Regions from separate parts of the Mus musculus genome. Here all the other regions are linked to region 3. The links are chromatin contacts, called in public promoter capture Hi-C maps. All regions are on one chromosome and are shown on one strand. The core of a region is the stretch at or near the end of the contact, and the rest is flanking DNA. Distances in the headings are between cores, read along the strand shown. Region 1 overlaps E130307A14Rik (RIKEN cDNA E130307A14 gene). Region 2 overlaps E130307A14Rik (RIKEN cDNA E130307A14 gene). Region 3 holds the start of Tube1 (tubulin, epsilon 1).

Region 1 (3,208 bases), core at 49-2,548, 530 kb before region 3:
AAGAGCTGACTGGCTAAGCAAGCTGTCCTCGTGTCAACTGTTTGCCATGACCATGCTCACAAATTGTTTTAGGAGCCATTGAGAATGAGCACCTTGTTTTAAACGTTTATTGTAAACTACAGTGGAAGACATGTCTCTCTAGTCACAAAGGAGAATACTGAGAATGGTTATTTCACACTAGTATGACTTGGGCCTTATAAAATTAAATGTAAGCTTCCTTAGTCTCTAGCTTAGGGGTTCTTTATAAAACCTCTGCGGTTGTGTATATTTCAGACCAAGAATCTACTGCTCTGGAACCTACTGGAGAGGGATTTCAAGCCAGGGAAACATAAGTTCTCTCAAGTTTCTAAGTAAACAAACTGTGGATAACAGCAGATTGGAGAGCAAAATCAGTCCTTGAACTCAAGGAACCGTGACAGACAAAATGCAAGATGCTAAATCAGTCAGGTCCTGACTACGCAAACACATTTCTCTGGTTATAGAGAAAGAAGCCTTTGACCAATGCCAGTGAGGTTCAGACAATACTGTTGTACCCAGATAAACTCAGAACCAGCAGCTTTCAGCCCAAGGCATTGCCTGGGATTTGGCAAAGGCCGGGCAGGTACCCGAGGCCAGCTGCCACTCTGTGGTGAAGCTGGCAGCCAGGCTTATAGCCAGCCTTTTCCAACGCAGTCCTTTGATAACACTGATTACATTTCCCTCGATAGAGCCTGGGGCTGATTGAGCAACAGCCAACTTCTCTGGGTAACAAAGAGGAGGGAAAGTAATCCAAACACAGGTTTTATTATAAAATCCAGGGAGTGAGAGAAGTATGTTTATTCTGTAAGATAGCACACCTGCTCAGGCCCCGGAGGCTCATTTCCATCAGTTGCCATGGCAAACTCGTTATACTTCAGGGCCATGTGGCTTTGTTTCCTTTTGAAATCTGGTCCTTGTCCTACCTTCTCTAACAACTCCAACACAATGGCATGGGAGCCTGCAACAGCATAATTGATTTCTCTGTCTCTCTATCAACAGTTCACATTTGTTCAGCACCGGCCTGAGTCTGCCTTCTCCTTTGAACTCCTTGCTAACCGTGAAGGCATGCTTCGAAAGCTATCCTCATTAACATTCCAGGTCTCTCTTCCCTGTCAGCAACAACAAAGCCCGCATCAATGGCCTCCTTCCTCCCTGCTTTACTGAGTGGCTCTGTTCCATGTTTTGCTGCTGATCCAGGTGCCCAGGCAAACAACACTGGGCTAAGAAGCATGCAGGAGAGAGTAAAAATAGAACAGCAGCTTGGACGCATACCAGAGCAGCTACTTCATCTCCACTGCTTTGCACACTAAGCCTGCTGGGATCCATCAGGCAGGAGTCCTCTTGCCCTCACCTTCTCCCCTCTCCTCCCCCCTCTCCAGCTGCCTTCTTCCATCAGCACCTTCCCAGTGAAGGGAGCAGAGGGAGGTCAGGCATGGGACAAGAAAGATGTGCCCTGGTGGTTTGAACTTTGAAGCCATAAGAGATCTGGGGGCTGTGACTATGCCTTCCTCACAAGACTTTCTAGAAAAGAGTGAGCAGGCGCTGACCTTGTTACCTCTGCCTAGTCACTCGAGCCCATGCTTCTCATTGTTTATCAAAATCTCAACACTTCCTAAACCATAAATGTGGCCTGGGACCACACCCAGACATCCCCTGAGAAGGTAAATACACAAGTCAGCTATGCTGACCTTTCTGCAGATCACCTGCTGGGCTCGATGCTAAGAGCTTGTGAGCAAATCCACACTCACACCGTCACACTGAAGGGGCACTGAACTGCTCACCATGTGTTCTGAGTTGAACCCACTTTTCAAGGGGAAAAAAAAGGAAGACTTGGTATGAAGTTAGGAATGTGCTATCCCTTGGATGTAGGTCTTCCAGAATGCTAACTATACTGGTTGGATTCTTTTGTGCTGTTTTATGCCTCGTGGTGAACTGTACTGTTCCTGCAGCCAGCCCTGCCACCACACTCTCCCAAGGGCAGTTACTCAGGCATCTCATTTCTCCATATTTCTCAAAGTACCACTTTTGTAGCATCAGAACAATACTATTATATTTAAATATCACAGTATTTAAAGAGTAAAACACATTTTTAAAAAAAATTACTGATTTTTGAGTGCATGCACACACACACACAGCTTTAAAAGAAGTTGATATAATTGCAGATTATTGTCTTCAAGCTTCAGGAAGGTTTTGAGGAATTTTAAGTTGGCCTAAGGTTCACATAGAACCACTATAAACTAAATATGCCAAACCATGTCAAGAGAAGCCACACTCCATATCATCACAGCAATAATTAATTCCCTGAAGAGATTCTCCCAGCACAAGTTGTGACATGATCATTTACTCTTGAAGTCACCAGAGGGTAGAGGTAATCTTCCCTCAGTCCTCCCATGTTCAGGAGGCTGTGTTTACCTCAGGGAGGAACTCTGTCACTGTGGATAAGAACACCAGTAAACCCCAGAAGGTGCCATAGGCTCGCCAGCCTTGAAGCTAGATCGCTGGGGCTAATAGCCCTGGAGTGAACTTGGATGAATCAGTTTCTTTGGATCCTGCTTCCTTCCTGCATAAAACAAAACTCAGGGCCCCTTTCAGAATGAAAATTCCATGACAGAAAAGTTACTTTACAATGTCATTATTCTGCTGCTTCTTTTGTTTTGTGTGTTGTTGAGTTGTGTCATATAGAGCTATTTGTGCTGGAAAATAGCACAAGACTCTCCGAGACGAGAGGTGTGGCTTCTTTGTAGTATTTTCCCACGGTGTAATCTACCTTCTCATTTCATCTGCTATTAGGAGAGGGTCTTCCAGATTCTTCTAGGTACAGTAAAGAGAAACAGAAAGATCCTGTGGTTTAAAGACTCTCTCTGGGTCATTTCAGTGATCACAGGACTTTGCAATCCATCTGGCAAAGATGGCAGTGTAGTGCCTGATGAAATGGCTGGGCTTAGGGAAATGCTTTTGGCAAAACATCCCAAAACAAGGATGGAAAGTTCAAACTGGAGAACGTGCAGCCCCTGTTGAGATGACTCAGAAAAAGTCAAGTCTACACAGGGGGGATTTGTTCAAGGGGTAATAACTACAGCGACGATGATTCCTCTGATCGAAGCTGAGAAAAACACATCCCAATACTTGGATTGCAGCCCTATGCCGAGACATCTTTGAACTCTGTAGAAGTTAAATTAGACAGGCAAGT
Region 2 (3,183 bases), core at 648-3,147, 580 kb before region 3:
GCAGAGAAAGGGAGAGACGGACAGACAGAGACAGAAGGAGTGAGTAGAGTATGTAGAGGAGTAAAGAAGTAGAGTCGGCCATGAGCACATCATGGAGTGGGGGAGGGAGGAGAGGACAGAGCGTGTGTGTGTGTGTGTGTGTGTGTGTGTGTGTGCGTGCATGCGTGTATGTGTGTGGTGGTGGTGTCATTATGTATTCCACATTCTCCATCTTATTTTTTTTTCAGACAGTGTCTATCAGTGAACCTAGAACTTGCTGTTTGGCTAGCCTGACTGTTCAGCAAGCCTGTAGGATCCACCTATCTTAGTTCACCTAACCCCAGTGCTGGGGTTACAAATGTTATCAGCCATACTTGGGCTTTTGTCTTTGTGGGTGCTAGGGATAAAAATTCGGGTCTGCAGGCTTGTGCATCGGTCACTTCTACTGAGCCATCTTTACAGCCCCAGTAAGTATTTGTGATGGTTTGTATATACTCTGCCCAGGGAGTGGCACTATTAGAAGGTGTGGCCCTATTGGAGTAGGTTTGTTACCCTGGGTATGGGCTATAAGAACCTCATCCTAACTGCCTGGAGGCCAGTATTCTACTAGCAGCCTTCAGATGAAGATGTAGAACTCTCAGCTCCTCCTATACCGTGCCTGCCTGGATGCTGCCGTGTTCCTGCCTTGATGATAATGGACTGAACCTCTGAACCTGTAAGCCAGCGCCAATGAAATGTTGCCTTGGTCATGGTGTCTGTTCACAGCAGTAAAACCCTAAGTAAGACAGTACTTTTAATGGGCACTTTATTAGGCTTTAAAAGTAACATTTTCTATGTAATTCATGCTAGGACCCTTTAAAATAAGATTTAAAGTAAATTGTGTTGTGTTTTTCATGTGGGCATCAGCCTTTATCTCAGTACTTCCCGCCAGTTAGGACAAGAGGCACTGTGTGGTAGAAGGCTGCTTAGTTCATACTCAGATTGAGAGACTAACAAGTGTTCCACAGCTTACGTTAGTTGTGCTGAGGGTTACAGCTTTCGGAAATAAATGTGTAGTGCTTATAATTAAGTGGACTTTTTTATTTACAACTTTAAGGGATTTGTTTGCTTTATTTTTTAGCATAACCATTGTAAACTATTTTAGGATTTTCTAAAATAGTTGCTGGAAAAAAATTAATAGCTGTTAGGTTCTTGTGTAACTTTAATGATTGGTAAATTAAAAGACTAAAAACCGTGTTGAAAAGGAAGACTAAAAACTATGGTAAAGAAGAGGAAGAAAATTTAGGTTTTTTTATTTTATTTTATTTGTTTGTTTTGGTTGGTTTTTTTTGTTGTTTTGTTTTGTTTTTTGTTGTTTTGTTTTGTTTTTTGTTTTTGTTTTGTTTTCTCTATACAGAGAAAACAGGGTTTCTCTGTATAGCTCTGGCTGTCCTGGAACTCACTTTGTAGACCAGGCTGGCCTCTAACTCAGAAATCCGCCTGCCTTTGCCTCCAGAGTGCTGGGATTAAAGGCATGCGCCACCACGCCCACCTCTGGGCTTTTTGTTTTGTTTTGTTTTTAACTTTAAACTTTTTTAAAATTAGGTATTTTCTTCATTTACATTTCAAATGCTATCCCAAAAGTCCCCCATACCCTCCCTCCCCCGGTTTTTTTTTTTTAATTTTATAGAGTAGTGATATTATCTTTTAAAAATTCTGTTCTTAATCTATAGTATTAGTTACCTTTTGTTGATATAATAAAAGATTATGATTGAAGGAAACTGGGGGCAAGTAGAGGTGTTTGGCTTATAGTTTAAGAAATGTGAGTCTGCTCTTCCCAGTGTTCTCTTGTGGGTTAAAATGGTGGCCCATGTGGAGCCCAGGACTCTGGCTGCTGGGTGAAGCAGAGCACTGGAAGTTTGACAGTGCACACCGCATGCTGCCACCAGGTGGGTGTTAGGCTGTGAGAAGCCTCAGGACTCCGCTTTTGGGATGAGAAAGCACAGTCTATGGTCCCCGTGGACTGCCGGAGTTGGCTTGGACTCTTAGGCACCACAGAGCCGCTGGGTGCCACAGAAGAGCCTGTTCTGGGGTCCCTGGGCCTGCAAGGAGGCTGAGAATGACAAGTTCTCAAACTCTTGGGCACTGCAGATGCTGCTGGATGCCTCAGAGGAGCTGAGAATGGAGTGTCAGCCTGCAGGCTGGCTCTAGCCCAGGGCCAAAGGGAAAAGATGGGGAGGAGAGTGCCCTTGGCTTGTTCTGGCGAGCCTGAGGTTAAATACCTTTTGCAGGTAGGAGTGTCTAGGAAGGGGAGCTAAGAGGTAGTAGAGGCAGAGAAAGGCGGGGGGGGGGGGGGGGGGGGGGGGGGGAGGGAGAGGAAAGGAGAGGAGGAGAAGAGGAGAAGAAGAGAAAAGAGGCCGGCCATGGCCACATGGAGGGGGGAGGGGAGGGAGAGAGGGGAAGCAAGAGGGCAAGAGAGAGAGAGGCAAAACTAAGAGAGTAAGAGTAAGAGAGGGAGGAGGAGGAGGAAAACAGCCCCTTTTATAGTGGGCCAGGGGTACCTGGCTATTGCCAGGTAACTGTGGGGTGGAGTTGAAACAATACCAGGAGCTTGCTTGGAACATTGCCCTATACGACTGATGGCCACAGAATTATGGAGAGCTGAGACTTGTGTCAGGAGCCTGGTGTCTGGGGGTATGGCAAACACCTTCCATTCCTTGCAGGAACATCTGCCGAGTCTCCGGGCTTTAAATCGTCACACAGATACAGTAAGACCTTAGAAGTAAGTTCTTACTGGCAAACAGTTCCTTTCTTACTTGGAATGTGGTTCTTCGGCCTTTATCTTGATTCAGTGAGATCCTTGATAAATTCTGCTTTGTATTGTTTAGTCCAAATTACAAAATTGTTCCTAAGCTTTAGTTAAAAAAAAAAAAAAAATCCCTACATGAAGGTTGAGTGTGCCTTTTTACCAGCACTTAGAAGGCAGAGACACATGGATCTCTCTGAGTTTGAGACAGTTGCTCTGCATAGCTAGTTCCAAGTCAGCCAGGGCTACACAGTGAAACTTCTGTTTCAAAACAGACCACAACAAAATGCCCGTTGATAACCAGGTGCAGACTGTTAGACAGTTGGGAACATGGAACGAGAGTATTGTCCTCAGTGTGGGGTCATTGATTCAGCAGCAGCATCACCTCAAACTCTGTTGGAAATTCAGTCTCATGGTCC
Region 3 (2,991 bases), core at 368-2,867:
CAGGTTTCCCGAGAAGATAATGGCTCCAACATCTAGTGAACAAATTCAAACTAAATTTCTACAAAGTTGGAAAGGCCTGATATTTAATTGTAATTGTCAGGATAAGTCCACTACAGCTGGTTTATAGAGAACTTTGAAAACGGATAAACTTAATGATTTAACATTAAAAGACCCAGGCATATCTCAAATGTCAAAAGGATTCTAACATCTGTATCTTACACTAAACGAAAAGTAACACACATTGTGAGCAGTTTCCACCTCTTTCATTTCTGCATACTCTGAGGGCAAGTAATATGCAAAATAATCTTTCAAAACCTGGCCCCCGCTAGACTCATACCATAGTGGGCAGGCACCCTCAGTGAAAACGTCAGGTTTTCAAAGTTACTGGGAGTCCCTTTAAAGGTTCTTTTTGGCTTCTTACGGAAGTCTATCAAGGAAGCGCGCTGTTCTGCAGAATGGTATGAAAATGGGCTATGAGAATACGCTTTGATCAGAACAGCAGACACCGTCCTAGCTGGCAACTGTTTCCTTATCCTCTAAGATTCTGCTGACAGGGAAAGGAGGCGTCCTACCAAGCGGAGACAGACTCACCCACTTACCTGGTATCCACATTCCTGAAGAAGCTGCTTATAGCGTCGTCATAAATTCCTTTCTAGAAACAAAACAAACTATAGCATTTACGTTTATTTTCTCTAAAACCCTTTTAGCTGTAGCAACTCTACAACGCTGAAGGGGCTCTAAGAAAAAGAAACCTAGGTCGACTCTTCCAATTACATCTAAAGGTAAAATGCCAAGAGAACCCCTGACTAAGTTTAACAGTGATGAAAAAAGCACACCCTGTAGGATTATACAGCTGGTACTCCAAGTGGGAATTTCTTGGGATTCTTGGTCGTTTGATGTATTTACCTACTTTATAGTGCTTTCATCTATAGCATCTACTGTCTTTCAAAACAACAACAACAACAACAACAACAGGAGGAGGAGGAGGAGGAGGAGGAGGAGGAGGAGGAGGAGGAGGAGGAGGAGGAGACTGCTAAAGATCAGGGAAACTTAAGACCAAACTCCTGACAAGTGCCTTCTGCCTGTGACTTACAGCAACACGTTTAAAAAGAAACTAGCCACGACCGGTATGAGAAGATCCTATGCAATTTATGGTACTGATTAAAAAGCCCAAGTAATCTGGGCATGATAGTGGTAGTCCTGGGGATGCAGAGACAGATGGATCGCTGCAAATTCCAGAACATGATCTACACAGCAAGTCCCAGGTCAGCCAGGGCCCCGTAGCAGGATCCAAAGCACCCCTCCCCAAACCTCATGTGAACTCTGGCAGGCCCGGGTGACAGGCAGGAGGGGCGGGTACCTGGTTGACCGCTGCGTGCTCCCTCAGCGCCAGGTCCCAGAAGCAGCAGCCGATCTGGTTCCCGCACTGTCCGACTGCAGCCAGTAGCGAGGAAGAGAGAGAGGTGCATTAGGAAGGCAACCAGGTGACTGGCTCCGCAGCGACCCGGTCCCCGCGGACGGGGGTAGCTCACCCTGTACGACCACCGACTGGGTCATTCCGCCGGGAGGACCAGCAGGAGCACTCCCGCCCAAACTCCCGCCTTAGCTTTCGAGCTCAACGACGCCCTACGAGGGGCGGCCTTAAGTCACGTCGCTGCCGCAAGTAGCCAATGTCGTAATGCCCTTGTTTCTTTACGGCCAGGACTTCTGCGCAAGCACATTTGCGGCTAGCCGTTACCATAGCGACTGGGCCTCCGGCAGGTAAATCCTAGCTGCCCTGTCAACATCCTTGAGCATCTGCAGCTCCGGAGGCCCTGGTAACTGACGGGTAACTAGGTTTCAGAGAGGCATTTAAGATAAGGGACTTTAACTTTGATCACGGGCTTTGAGAGGCTCACAGCCTAAACAGCCAGGACAGTGGGTCCGATTTCTCAGGATGATGCCCGCTAGTGTCGTTATCTAACAGAAAACGAATGTGGAGGAACACAGAGACACCCCAGACAAATAGGCTTATCTGGGAACAAGGGAAGCTAGGTACACTCCGACCAAATACCACAGCTAAGTTCAGAGGCCAAAGCGATGCACTCTTCAAACTTAAGATTTCTGGATAATTCAAAACATCTACACAAATCCAACTTCCAACAGCCGGCAATGCCATTGAAGATACACTCGATGCACTCAAAAGATATGACCTAAAATATTACATGGCGCTGACAAGGAGAGCCATAATATTCAATGAACAAGGGTCTAGGAAAAGAAAAGATGGGTTAAAAGTTAAGGCGTTTGATTTGATGTATGAACAATGTAGACGAGATTTTTTAAAGGCAGGGGTGGGGCACGAAGTTCGAAAGGGGAAAAAAAGGTTATTTTTCAGAAATTGAATTTTTACTGGGCAAATTAAATGAGGCTTTAATTAAGAACTAAATTAAGAATTTAGGCTGGAGAGATGGCCCAGTCAGTAAAATGCTTGTCTCTGAAGCACGGGGACATAAATGCAGACCCCAGCACTTAACAAAAATCTGGGAGCCTGTAACTCTAGGCTTGGAAGGCTGGAGAAGGGAGATCCACAGAGTCTAGCTGAAACTGTGAGTGTCAGATTCAGGGCTCAATAGGAGACAATGTCTTACAAAGTAAGATGAAGGATAACTAAGGAAAACACTTCATGTTTCACATCTTGTTTCCATAAGTGTGCACACACACAAATCCCCTCACTAACTTTAATGCTTTAATGAAGTTAATATTTTCCACAGAAATTCTGAGAAACTACAAAACCTTTAATCTTCATTTAGCAAAAGTTAAATTATACTTGCTATTAATTTGTCATGATATGTAATATGATATATAACATGATAAGAGCCACAATAATTGATTGATTGGTTAGAATACCTTATTCAGCCGCCAGGATACAGCTTAGTTTGTTATTACACAGTTTTGAAAGATGTGAATTTTGACGTTGTAGTGGGGTGTATGTATTGCAGAGGCCTTTCCATG

Evidence for each region. Promoter capture Hi-C pulls out the DNA fragments that hold promoters and counts their contacts.
Region 1: a contact with region 3 is called in a promoter capture Hi-C map of embryonic stem cells, with 4 times the contacts expected there. The contact joins the enhancer-like site here to the promoter of Tube1 in region 3. A contact is called at or near these places in 14 of 39 promoter capture datasets (the 3T3-L1 cell line, the C10 cell line, the HPC-7 cell line and 9 more), 3 of 115 datasets of contacts at active chromatin or transcription factors (bone marrow-derived macrophages and large pre-B cells) and 2 of 9 other capture datasets (liver and pancreatic islet).
Region 2: a promoter capture Hi-C map of stem cell-derived epiblast-like cells shows a contact between it and region 3, with 4 times the contacts expected there. The contact joins the enhancer-like site here to the promoter of Tube1 in region 3. A contact is called at or near these places in 15 of 39 promoter capture datasets (the 3T3-L1 cell line, 3T3-L1-derived adipocytes, the C10 cell line and 10 more), 1 of 484 Hi-C or Micro-C datasets (bone marrow-derived macrophages), 3 of 115 datasets of contacts at active chromatin or transcription factors (bone marrow-derived macrophages, double positive thymocytes and large pre-B cells) and 3 of 9 other capture datasets (adipose tissue, liver and pancreatic islet).

The regions. Positions count from the first base shown.
Region 1 is chr10:39,657,636-39,660,843 of GRCm38.p6, reverse strand. All of the region lies in intron 2 of E130307A14Rik (RIKEN cDNA E130307A14 gene), which reads left to right. It also overlaps the pseudogene Gm8899. Among named protein-coding and RNA genes, the nearest start is that of Gm16364, 46 kb to the right of the region's middle. Within about 2 kb of position 1,298, at least 212 of the 459 cell types and tissues checked have an H3K27ac peak or open chromatin away from gene starts, as enhancers often do. A contact at or near this core is called in embryonic stem cells, hippocampal neurons, liver and 3 more, where this site is marked.
Region 2 is chr10:39,715,840-39,719,022 of GRCm38.p6, reverse strand. All of the region lies in intron 1 of E130307A14Rik (RIKEN cDNA E130307A14 gene), which reads left to right. Among named protein-coding and RNA genes, the nearest start is that of E130307A14Rik, 15 kb to the left of the region's middle. Within about 2 kb of position 1,897, at least 12 of the 459 cell types and tissues checked have an H3K27ac peak or open chromatin away from gene starts, as enhancers often do. A contact at or near this core is called in double positive thymocytes and stem cell-derived epiblast-like cells, where this site is marked.
Region 3 is chr10:39,132,649-39,135,639 of GRCm38.p6, reverse strand. Tube1 (tubulin, epsilon 1) reads right to left here and starts at 1,617. Exons shown (of 12, transcript NM_028006.2): 1 at 1,533-1,617; 2 at 1,361-1,434; 3 at 600-652. The coding sequence starts at 1,557. It overlaps Fam229b (family with sequence similarity 229, member B), which reads left to right and starts at 1,734. Exons shown (of 5, transcript NM_183254.2): 1 at 1,734-1,817.